2 separate regions of the Sus scrofa genome follow, and region 2 is linked to region 1. The links are chromatin contacts, called in public Hi-C maps. All regions are on one chromosome and are shown on one strand. The core of a region is the stretch at or near the end of the contact, and the rest is flanking DNA. Distances in the headings are between cores, read along the strand shown. Region 1 holds the start of USP39 (U4/U6.U5 tri-snRNP-associated protein 2). Region 2 holds the start of CAPG (macrophage-capping protein).

Region 1 (5,236 bases), core at 1,846-4,345:
TGCTGGCTTGTTAAGCCTCTCAAAAGTGATGGGTTCAAAGACTACTTCCATTAACTTACAGAGGAACAGACACATGAAACCCACTTTCCCAAATTACTGTCTCAGAGGCAGGACTAGACTCCAGATCTCCCGGCTGCTATAGCCTCAGATAACAGAGCACTGTGGCCCAAGTGCACAACTTTCAGGCTCTGCACTCAAATTACAGCAGAACTCACTCCTGAGGTGTTTGTAATAACTGAAAGAGGTTAACACCTGTAAAACAACTAACACAGAGCCTGGCCTGTTAGGCATCTAATAAACTAAAGCTGCTGTTCACTGTTGTTGGAAATACTATAACTACTTTTATTATTAAGACTAGTACTACCCTTATTAAAACGCAGTCGAGTCAGGTGGCATGTGTAATGTGACCGCTTTGTGGGGAAGGAAGATTGTAAAGAGAAAAAGAAGAACGCCAGAGTGGAGCCCGCGCCCGGCCCCGCGCACCTCGCACCTCCCGCTCAGGCTCCGAGTCCTCGTCGACATCGCGCTCCCGCTTCACTCTCACGGCTGGGATTACTGGAGCCGGGGCCTCGCGCGCGCTCGCCGGCTCAACCTCCCGCTTCACGCGCACCGGGCTGCTCCGGGAGCTCGGCGCCTCGGTTTCCCGCTCCCGATCTCGCTCCCGCTTGACGCGAGCCGAGCTGCTCCGCGACTCGGACTCGCGCTTCCCGCGGGTCGAACCACGAGACTCCCGTTTGGACCGGCCGGACATCGCCACTACCGGCCCAGTTGCCCGGCGCAGACTCCGAGCGAGACGGAGCGCGGGGCAAGCAGCCAATCAGAAACGGCGCTGTTTACAGACTCTACGACTCGCCGATAGGGACAAATTACGCCGCAAAGAAGTACTGCGCCTCTTGTGAGTTTGGGGGGTGCTGTGGCCCTCCCAGAGACAGACGGGGGCCGGGGGCCGGAGAGCTACGGCCACTTTACCCATGATTTCTCTAAAAAAGACAAGAACTTTTTACTAGCTGCGGAATTTCCGGAAGCTGTCATTGGGCCCCAGGCTTCTTCAAGATACTTTGTGCCCTGCAACCAGAATTGGAAGGTCGTCTCCAGTTTCCGTGTCTCAGAGACTGACACCGAACCAGGATACAGTGGAGCGACCCCGAGGCTCTAATTCCACATTTAGAGGATTGTTTTTGGTATCACAGGAAAATGCAAACGACGATGAGATGAGGGAGACAAGTGACGCTGATAAAGCTCAAGCTTCAAGGCCTGAGACTTCCACGACCCCTTCCGCGACCACGAACTACTTTGTTTATATAGTTCTACTGAGTTGTGACTGACCTTCAATAAATTGCACGTTTGAAATGTGTAATTTGGGAAGTTCCCGTGTGGCTCAGCGGTTAACGAACCCGACTAGCATCCATGAGGACGGGGGTTCGATCCCTGGCTTTGCTTAGCGGGTTAAGGATCCGGCGTTGCCCTGAGCTGTGGTGTAGGTCGCAGACACTGCTCGGATCCCTCGTTGCTGTGGCTGTGGTGAAGGCCGACGGCTACAGCTCCCATTTGACCCCTATCCTGGGAGCCTCCATGTACTGCGTGTGCAGCCCTAAAAAGACAAGGGGTTCCCGTCCGGGCTCAGTGGTTAACGAATACGACCAGGAACCATGAGGTTGTGGGTTCGATCCCTGGCCTTGTTCAGTGGGTTAAGGATCCGGTGTTGCCGTGAGCTGTGGTGTGGGCCGCAGATGCAGCTTGGATCCCGCGTTGCTGTGGCTCTGGCGTAGGCCGGCAGCTGCAGCTCCAATTCGACCCCTAGTGGGAACCTCCATATGCAGCAGGATCGGCCCAAGAAATGGAAAAAAATAAATAAATAAAAAATAAAATAAAATAAAAAAGACAAATGAAACGAGTGTGCAATTTGGAATTCCGGGTGTGGTTTAGCAGGCTAAGAACCCGACACTGTCCGTGAGGATGCAGACTTGATCCCTGGCCTCCCTCAGTGGGTTAAGGATACAGCGTTGTCCCAAGCTGAGTTGTAGGTCACAGATGATGTGTGGAGGATCGGTGTGGATGTTGCATGGGCTGGCAGCTGCAGCTCCAATTTGACGTGCATATGGAACTTCCATATGCTGCAGGTGCAGCAGAAAAAAAATAAATACATAAGTTAGTCTGCTTGAATATCAATGGAGGTACATATACAGTCCAAAACCAAAGAGATAATGAACTTAACCACCAGCCACCAAGTGTTCTGCCCCCACCATTGACGTGCTTTCAGTGCACTCACTTTCTGTTTTTGTTTTTGTCCTTGTTGTTGGCCAGCTCTGGCATATGGAAGTTCCCAGGCCATAAATGGAACCCCCTACACATTAGCGACCAGAGCAGCTGTGGTAACAATGCCAGATCCTTAACCCACTGAGCCACAAGGGAGCTCCAGATCAGTGCACTTTCTAGAGTTTATCTAAATGGAAACACAGAACCAGTCTTTTTACCCCTGGCCTCGTTCACTCGCATATTTATTTTGAGATTCATCCACGCTGTTGAATGTGTAACAGCTCGTTATTTTTGACTGCTCAGCGATATTCCATCGTGTGGATGTATCAATCCATCCCTGTTCTAATCTTTTGTCTCTTTTTAAAGAGGATTCAAAAATGACACAGGCTCAGACCCCTGAAAAGCTCTAGATCCTCTCACGGAGAGAGTTAAGACGTCAGACCAGTGGGCGCTGGGTGGGCTGGAAGGGGGCATCCCCGCCACCGGTGGCGAAGGGGCCGAGGGGCCCGGTGCGGGCAGGGGGGTGGGCTGAGCAACGGGGGCGCCGCAGTTTGCCCTTCCGGGCACTGGCCTCCTCACGACCTCGCAGATCACGAGTAAGATGAGACGATCACGCAGCTGATGATGGAGTTTTCGCAGCATCTCATCACGGGAAAAAAAGACGAGAAGGCTCCACACAAATCACGGAGTGCTGTGATGGGTGCTTTGTATTTTTCTGAATTTTCTGGTGCATCAGCAGTAAGCCTAAATCCTGCTTTCTTATTGATAACGTCACAAAAAAGGCAAGGCCCCGCCGGGGGAATGGAAGTCGCGCACGTCCCATTCCCAGCACCACTCCACCAGCCCAGCTCACGCCTGGAACTCCGCGCGTGGTGACGCTCGGCCCGGTCGGCCGGTTCCCCGCCGACGTCAGGGTGCGGAGCCGGAAGTCGAGCGACGGGTGGCGCGGAGTTCTGCCTGCTGGAGGGCTGCCGTTGGAGCCGTTGAGGCGGAGGCGGCGCAGCTCCGCGCACAGAGCTCCAGATGGAATCGGCGCCGGGGCCCGGACCCGGCCTCTGCTACAAGCCGGGCGGGCGGCTGGACATGAGCCACGGCTTCGTCCACCACATTCGACGGAACCAGCTCGCCCGGTACCTCCCCGCCCCGCGCCACCGGCGCCACCCCTGGCCTGGCCTGGCCCGGCCGTCCCTGACTCCCGCTCGGCTCCCCGCAGGGACGACTACGACAAGAAGGTAAAGCAGGCGGCCAAGGAGAAGGTGAGGAGGCGGCACACGCCCGCGCCCACTCGGCCCCGCAAGCCGGACCTGCAGGTGTATCTGCCGCGACACCGAGGTGAGGCCGCCTGCCTCTAGCCCTCTGCCTGAACGCACTCTTCCTTTCTATATGGCAAAAAACAAACAACGAAAAAAAGAAACACACTCCTTAACCCCCAAGGCTCAGTTCATCTCGTCCCTTCCCGGAACTTCCGCCTCGACGCTCTCCAGCTGCCTCTCAGTGGTTCTCCCGGCAGAACAGGGACCCTCAAGACTAGTTAAGCAACACTATTACTGGACATACCTGGGAAGCGGCAGGAAGTTGTCTGCTGGTTTGCCCCCACTATACTGAATTCTCATATTCCCACCATCTAACAGAAAAAAAAAGGTTTGGCACTGTTCTAGACGACCAGGACATACCTGTGACATGAAGCCCAAACCCAGTTAATGACCTTCCCCCTAGCTTCCCACCCCCAGTTTCTCTGCCCTCTAGAGAGAGTTAAACCTACACCGCTAAATTTGTCGAGCCATCCTTAAAGTGTTTTTAGGTGTTAGGTACATCAATTCGTTTAGTTTCAAGAGGATCTCATAAAATGGGAATTTTCACGGGTTTCACAGTCAGGAAAACAGGTACAAACAAAGAGATTGAGTAACTTGCCTGAGATCTCTGAGAAGTAAATGGTAGAGCCTGGCCTGAACCCAGACAGATCCCTATCCACTTCTCTACTATTCTCCAATACTGTAGACAAAATGTGCATTCATGTACCTATTCGGAGATGGCTCTCTTCTGGTCCTGGGGCAGGGATAAAGGTGAATAAAACTGATGGGTGCCATGTTGTGCATACACACACACACATACACATTCTTGGTCCATGAGAAGATTGAGGTTTTGTTGTGTTTAGGGCTACACATGCGGCATATGGAAGTTCCCAGGCTAGGGGTCAGATCGGAGCTGTACCCACTGCCCTACACCACAGCTACAGCACACTGGATCCTAGCCACGTCTTGGACCTACACCAGAGCTCATGGCACTGATCCGAAACCACTAAGCAGGGCCAGGAATCAAACCTGCATCCTTAAGGATCCTATTCAGATTCGTCTCCACTGAGCCATGACGGGAACTCTGCTTGGGGCTTTCTTTATGGCATGTTTTCCTATATCATCTCTGTGCAGGAGCTCCAGCAGCCTTCCCCATATCCCTCTCACTCTGGTTCCATCCTTCCAGATGCCTCTACCCATCCAAGCAACCCAGACTGTGAGGAATCCAGTGAAAGCAGCAGTAGTGGCGGCTCTGAGCCAGAGCCTCCCGGTCATCAGCTCTTCTGCCTAGAATATGAGGCGGACAGCGGAGACATCACATCAGTTATCGTGTATCAGGTATGCCTAGTGGAAACAGCTGCAGCCTGAAGGTCCTGGGCCGTGATGGAAATCACTGCCAGACCCTGAGCCACTGTTTTCCTCAGGGCCAGTGGGAAGTGTCTGCCCCACATGAGGGCACAGACCGCTGGGCGATGCGTTTGAGCACAAGTCCCTCCCTTCACACAGTGACTGTCAGCGGGCAACAGGGAGGGCTCGAAGCCCCCAGTTGAGAGTCACTATTACAGGGGACGCCTGGGAAATGACAGGCACTAGCAAGAAGTTGTGAGTCACAGAGTTCTGTGAGAGTGTTGTCTGGGGACAGGGCAGGTTGCCTTTCCAGAAGAGACCAGGCCCTGAGCTTCCTGATT
Region 2 (5,236 bases), core at 1,575-4,074, 180 kb after region 1:
TGCCCCCATGCTGGGCTGTGGATATTCCACAGGGCATCCACCCTGGGGAGGGGATAACAGCTATATTCTGTTTTCAGAGGCCAGGAAGGCTGACACCCCAGTGGTACCACCCAGGGGCAGGGATCAGCAGCGCTAGCCCAGAGCTGCTCCACCAGGCCAGTCTGGACATAGCCTTAGGGACCTTGTTCCTGGCTGATTCTCTGGTCCTCCTGGAGATGTGGTGAGCTACTGAATTTCTTTTTTAATTGAAGTATATTATAGGTGATTTACAATGTCGTGTTAATTTCTGCTGTACATCAAAGTGATTCTGTTTTTTGGAGTTCCCTTCATGGCTCAGCAGAACCGAATCTGACTAGCATCCACGAGGATGCAGTTTCAATCCCTGGCCTCACTCAGTGGGTTGAGGATCTGTCGTTGCTGTGGCTGTGGTGTAGGCCAGTGGCTACAGCTCTGACTTGACCCTTAGCCTGGGAACATCCATATGCCGTGGGTGCGGCCCTAAAAAGACCAAAAAAAAAAAAAAGTGATTCCTTTTTAAATTTTATTGTATTATTATTATTATTATTGTCTTTTAGGGCCACACCCGTGACATATAGAGTTTCCCAGGTTAGGGGTCAAACCGGAGCCTACACCATAACCACAGCAACACAGGATCCGAGCCAGGTCTGTGACCTACACCACAGCTCACGGCAACACCGGATCCTTAACACACTGAGTGAGGCCAGGGATCGAACCCGCAACCTCATGGATACTAGTCAGATTTGTTTCCACTGAGCCAGGACGAGAACTTCTCCTTTTATTTTTTGCTTTTTTAGGGCCACACCTGTGGCATATGGAAGTTCCCAGGCTGGGGGTTGAATTGGAGCTGTAGCTTCTGGCCTACGTCACAGCCACAGCAACGCCAGATCCTTAATCCACTGAGCAAGACCAGGGATCAAACCTGCAGCCTCATGGATACTAGTCAGTTTCATTAGTGCTGAGCACAACAGGAACTCCTAGCTACAGAATATTATTTTTAATAAATTATTTTTCAGCCTAAACTAGCTAGAGTTGATTTCTCTTTCAGTTAAGAACTCGAATTTATGAGTTCTCTGGTGGCGTACTGGTTAAGGATCTGGCATTGTCACTGCTGTGGCTCAGGTCACTGCTGTGGCACAGGTCTGATCCCTGGTCTAGGGACTGTAGGAACATCTGCATGCTGCAGGCATGGCCAAAACAACAACAACAACAAGCAACAACCTCTAATTTAGAAATGCAGCATCGGTGGGAGCACCACATGGATACCAAGAAGCCCAGTAAAGGTGTCTCATGGGAAGGGGAGACCAGGTAGAAATAAGTATCACAGCTTTATATTCCTAGGCTCTTGGGACTTTATATGACAAACGTTAATTTTGTAATTAAAAAAATCAGGAGTTCCTGTCGTGGCGCAGCAGAAACAAATCTGGGTAGGAACCATGAGGTTGCGGGTTCAATCCCTGGCCTCGCTCAGTGGGTTAAGGATCCAGTGTTGCCATGAGCTGTGGTGTAGGTTGAAGATATGGCTCAGATCTTGCGTTGCTGTGGCTGTGGCACAGGCCGGCAGCTGTAGCTCTGATTTGTCCCCTAGCCTGGGAACCTCCATATGCCACTGGTGCGGCCCTAGAAAAATACACACACACAAAAAAAATCAGTCAATAGGGAGTTTCCTGGTGGTCTAGTCATTAGTACTAGGTGCTTTCACTGCCCTGACCTGGGTTCAAACCCATCAATCCCAGGTCTCGGAACTGAGCTCTCATGCAGCCATTAAAAAAAAAAAAATCAGTCAATACAGATAAAAAGAAGCAAGGGAAGGTGGGCTGGAGGAGCTGCATTTGAGCTATGAGAAAGCTCTAGAAGAAGAACAGCCTAGGGGAAGGCAGGGCCCAGGAGTGCAGCTGAGGCCAAGGGGCATCCTGAAGGTATGCCGCCACCACAGGACAGCCGGGTCCCCTAAGCCAGGGAAGCAGGGAAAAAGGTGGGAAAAACATGTGGCGCAGCAGAAACAAATCTGGGTAGGAACCATGAGGTTGCGGGTTCAATCCCTGGCCTCGCTCAGTGGGTTAAGGATCCAGTGTTGCCATGAGCTGTAGTGGGAAAAAAAGGTGGGAAAAAAAGGTGGGAAAAAGCATGCTGAGAAGACAAGGATTCTTCTCCCAGGAGAATGGGAATCTACTGGCTGGAGTGGAAGGCCTGGGGTAGAAACAGGGAAGGGAGGGAGTTCCTGGTGCAGTTCAGGGGTAATGAACCTGACGAGGATCCATGAGGACATGGGTTTGATCCCTGGCCTTGCTCAGTGGGTTAAGGATCTGGCATTGATGAGAGCTGTGGTGTAGGTTGCAGATGCAGCTCGGATATGGCGTTGCTGTGGCTCTGGTGCAGGCCGGCGGCTACAGCTCCCATTCAACCCCCAGCCTGGGAACCTCCATATTCTGCAGGTGTGGCCCTAAAAAGAAAGAGGGAGGGGAGAACTTTTGGACCATGAGTTAGGGCCACGTAGGTGTCAGGGACGAGAAAGGGGAGGGGGGGATGGAGAGCAGGTCCTGTGAGGCGTGAGAGAGAAGGAACGTGTCCTCAGGAGAGTCTCACCTGAGCAGGTGGTCAAATTAGAAGCCTGAGAGGCACCTAGGGAGGGGCCCAAGGCCAACTGAAGGGCCAAGGATGGGTTAAAGTTAATGTCGGGGGGCAAGCTGAGATGCCAGTGGTTGGAGGGAGGGTTGGTGAGCAGAGGGCAATGTTGGGGCTGATTGAGCCTAAGCAGGCAAAGGCCCCTCCTCCTCCTGCCGCTGCCCTCCCAGACCTGCTCGCTCAGCTTATTCTAGTGGCAGCTATGACAGGCGACCAAAGGCTGACAGAGGTTTCTGGCCCTGTCCCTTCCGGGGGTGCACCTATTGCTACAGCTTCAGAGGCTGTGACAGATCTCCCTGCATCACCCTGAAGGTAGGTACGAAGCTTGGTGTGTAGTGTGTGTTTTTCTGGAGGGTAGCACCCTAGCTTTCTATAGATTCTCCAAGGGTTGGGTTGAAGCTGAAAGTTGAGGTTGGCTTTCTCTGGTCTCTTGGGTAAAGTCCACAAGCCGGCACCACCCTGCTCCTCTCTGCCTCTGCTGGGTGGGGGCAGGGGGCTGTGCTTCAGCCCCCTGCACACTGCCTTTCCCTGTTCTGGAACTTCCCTGTTCATCTCAACAGATTTGGTTCAGACACAGTGCTGCTTGTAACACTTGAATGACAACCCCTCTTCCCTGGCTCCTTGAATGGAGACACTTTTCGCTTATTTTTATTTTTATTTTTTTTGGCTTTTTGTTTTTTTAGGGCCACATCCGCAGCATATGGAGGTTCCCAGGCTAGGGGGTCTAATCAGAGTTGCAGCTACTGGCCTACGCCACAGCCACAGCAACGCCAGATTCTTAACCCACTGAGCTAGGCCTCATGGTTCCTAGTTGGAATGGTTTCCGCTACACCACGATGGCAACTCCACTTTTTGCTTTTTGCTGCTTTGTAAGATCAGTCCTACCTACCTCCCCAGCCTCAGCTCTTCCATTTTCCCCACAGACTCACTCACACGAAATTTCTCCCCACGGTTCCACCATGACCAGGCCCCAGGTGGCCCATTCTACACTCTGCTGAGTTAAGGAAATTCCCAAGTTGGGAAAAGTTTAGATCTTTACTGTCCTTACAGAATATGACAGGGAGGGAACTCTTAAATATAGCAAAGCTGGAAAGAAAGAAAAGGAAAGAAAGAAAGAGAGAGAAAGAAAGAAAGAAAGAGAGAGAGAGAGAGAGAGAGAGAGAGGGAGGGAGGGAGGGAGGGAGGGAGGAAGAGAGAGAAAAAGAGAAAGAGAGAGAAAGAAGGAAGGAACAAAAGAAAGAGGGAAAGAAAGAGGAGTTACCTCTGTGGCCAAACGGGATCAGTGGTGTCTCGGAGCACTGGGACATAGGTTCAATCCCCGGCCCAGCACCGTGGGTTAGGGATTTGTTAATGCCACAACCGCAGCTTAGGTCATAACTGTGGCTCAGATCTGATCCCTGGCCTGGGAACGCCATATGCTTCAAGGGTAGACAAAATAAGAAAGAAAGAAAGGATAAAGGACTCTTATGTGGGAGTTCCCATTGTGGCGCATTGGAAACAAATCTGACTAGGAACCATGAGATTGCAGGTTTGATCCCTGGCCTTGGTCAGTGGGTTAAGGATCTGGTGTTGTCGTGAGCTGTGGTGTAGGTCACAGACGCGGCTTGGATCTGGCATTGCTGTGGCTGTGGCCTAGGCCGGTAGCAACAGCTCCAATTAGACCCCTAGCCCAGGAACCTCCATATGCTGCAGGAGAGGCCCTAAAAAGAAAAAAATAAAAGGACTCCTATGTGTATACTTCAAAAATTTTTACCATCCCCCCCAAATCCACTCTGGTCATCTCTGCAACCAGCAATCCTCACAGGCGGTGCAAGCACCCTGTCCTCCCTCCAGACCCCAGCCCTCTCTTTCCACCTCAGCTCTTATCATAGGGCTCACCAGCGCTCCTTTAGCTGTCTTTAAATGTGATGGATTAACCCCCTGCCCAGATTCCACCCTATGGAGAACCCAGCATGTATCCCAGAAGCAGGAAGCCTGGGCGAGGTGGGGGCAGGGTGACTTACAATGGCACCTGGCTTCTTTCTAGTCTCAAACAGGCTCTTTCTTACCTGGGGCTGTGCACTTGCCTTTCTTCTGCTGGAACATTCCAGTCCCCTGCCTCCCTTTTCCTTGGGGCCATAGCTTAAGTGACCCTCGGCAGGGGTCCCAGACCGGGGAAGTTAGTCCCTCTCACGCTCTCCCGGCTTCCACCAAAATGAAATCTGCAGGGACATTTCGGGCTAGACTGTGGCCTCCCACTCAACTGGAAGAGCTCTAAACGGGTAGCCACTGTGTCTGTCCGGTTCACTGCCAAATCTCAAGTGCCCAACCCACAGCCTGGCACATCACAGCCTCTCAAAAAATATTTGCTGTAGCTGCATATTCAAATCTTACTCATTCTTCACCCCCTGCTCAAAGCCCCCACGGACCTGCAAACAGCCTTGGTGTCTCTCCTCTGAAGCGCCCATGGCTCGCTCCCTTCCTGCCACTGGACACCAGCTACCAGCCCCAGCACAGTGTCCTGAGGCCCCTTCCCTGTTTATCCGCTTCTCAAAATGCAAACGGTACCTCTTCTCTGGGCACCTTTGACCCTGCCCTCACCCTACTGGGTCCT

What was found. Hi-C and Micro-C count contacts between places; a contact is called where the count stands out from the background.
Region 2: a contact with region 1 is called in a Hi-C map of alveolar macrophages, with 1.9 times the contacts expected there. The contact joins the promoter of CAPG here to the promoter of USP39 in region 1. A contact is called at or near these places in 4 of 5 promoter capture datasets (fetal liver, fetal skeletal muscle and liver), 1 of 47 Hi-C or Micro-C datasets (alveolar macrophages) and 2 of 2 datasets of contacts at active chromatin or transcription factors (alveolar macrophages and skeletal muscle).

The regions. Positions count from the first base shown.
Region 1 is chr3:59,153,502-59,158,737 of Sscrofa11.1, forward strand. USP39 (U4/U6.U5 tri-snRNP-associated protein 2) reads right to left here and starts at 3,096. Exons shown (of 13, transcript XM_013987875.2): 1 at 484-3,096. The coding sequence starts at 751. C3H2orf68 (UPF0561 protein C2orf68 homolog) reads left to right here and starts at 3,154. Exons shown (of 4, transcript XM_003354742.4): 1 at 3,154-3,386; 2 at 3,470-3,588; 3 at 4,735-4,886. The coding sequence starts at 3,280.
Region 2 is chr3:59,332,659-59,337,894 of Sscrofa11.1, forward strand. CAPG (macrophage-capping protein) reads left to right here and starts at 2,825. Exons shown (of 12, transcript XM_021087297.1): 1 at 2,825-2,955.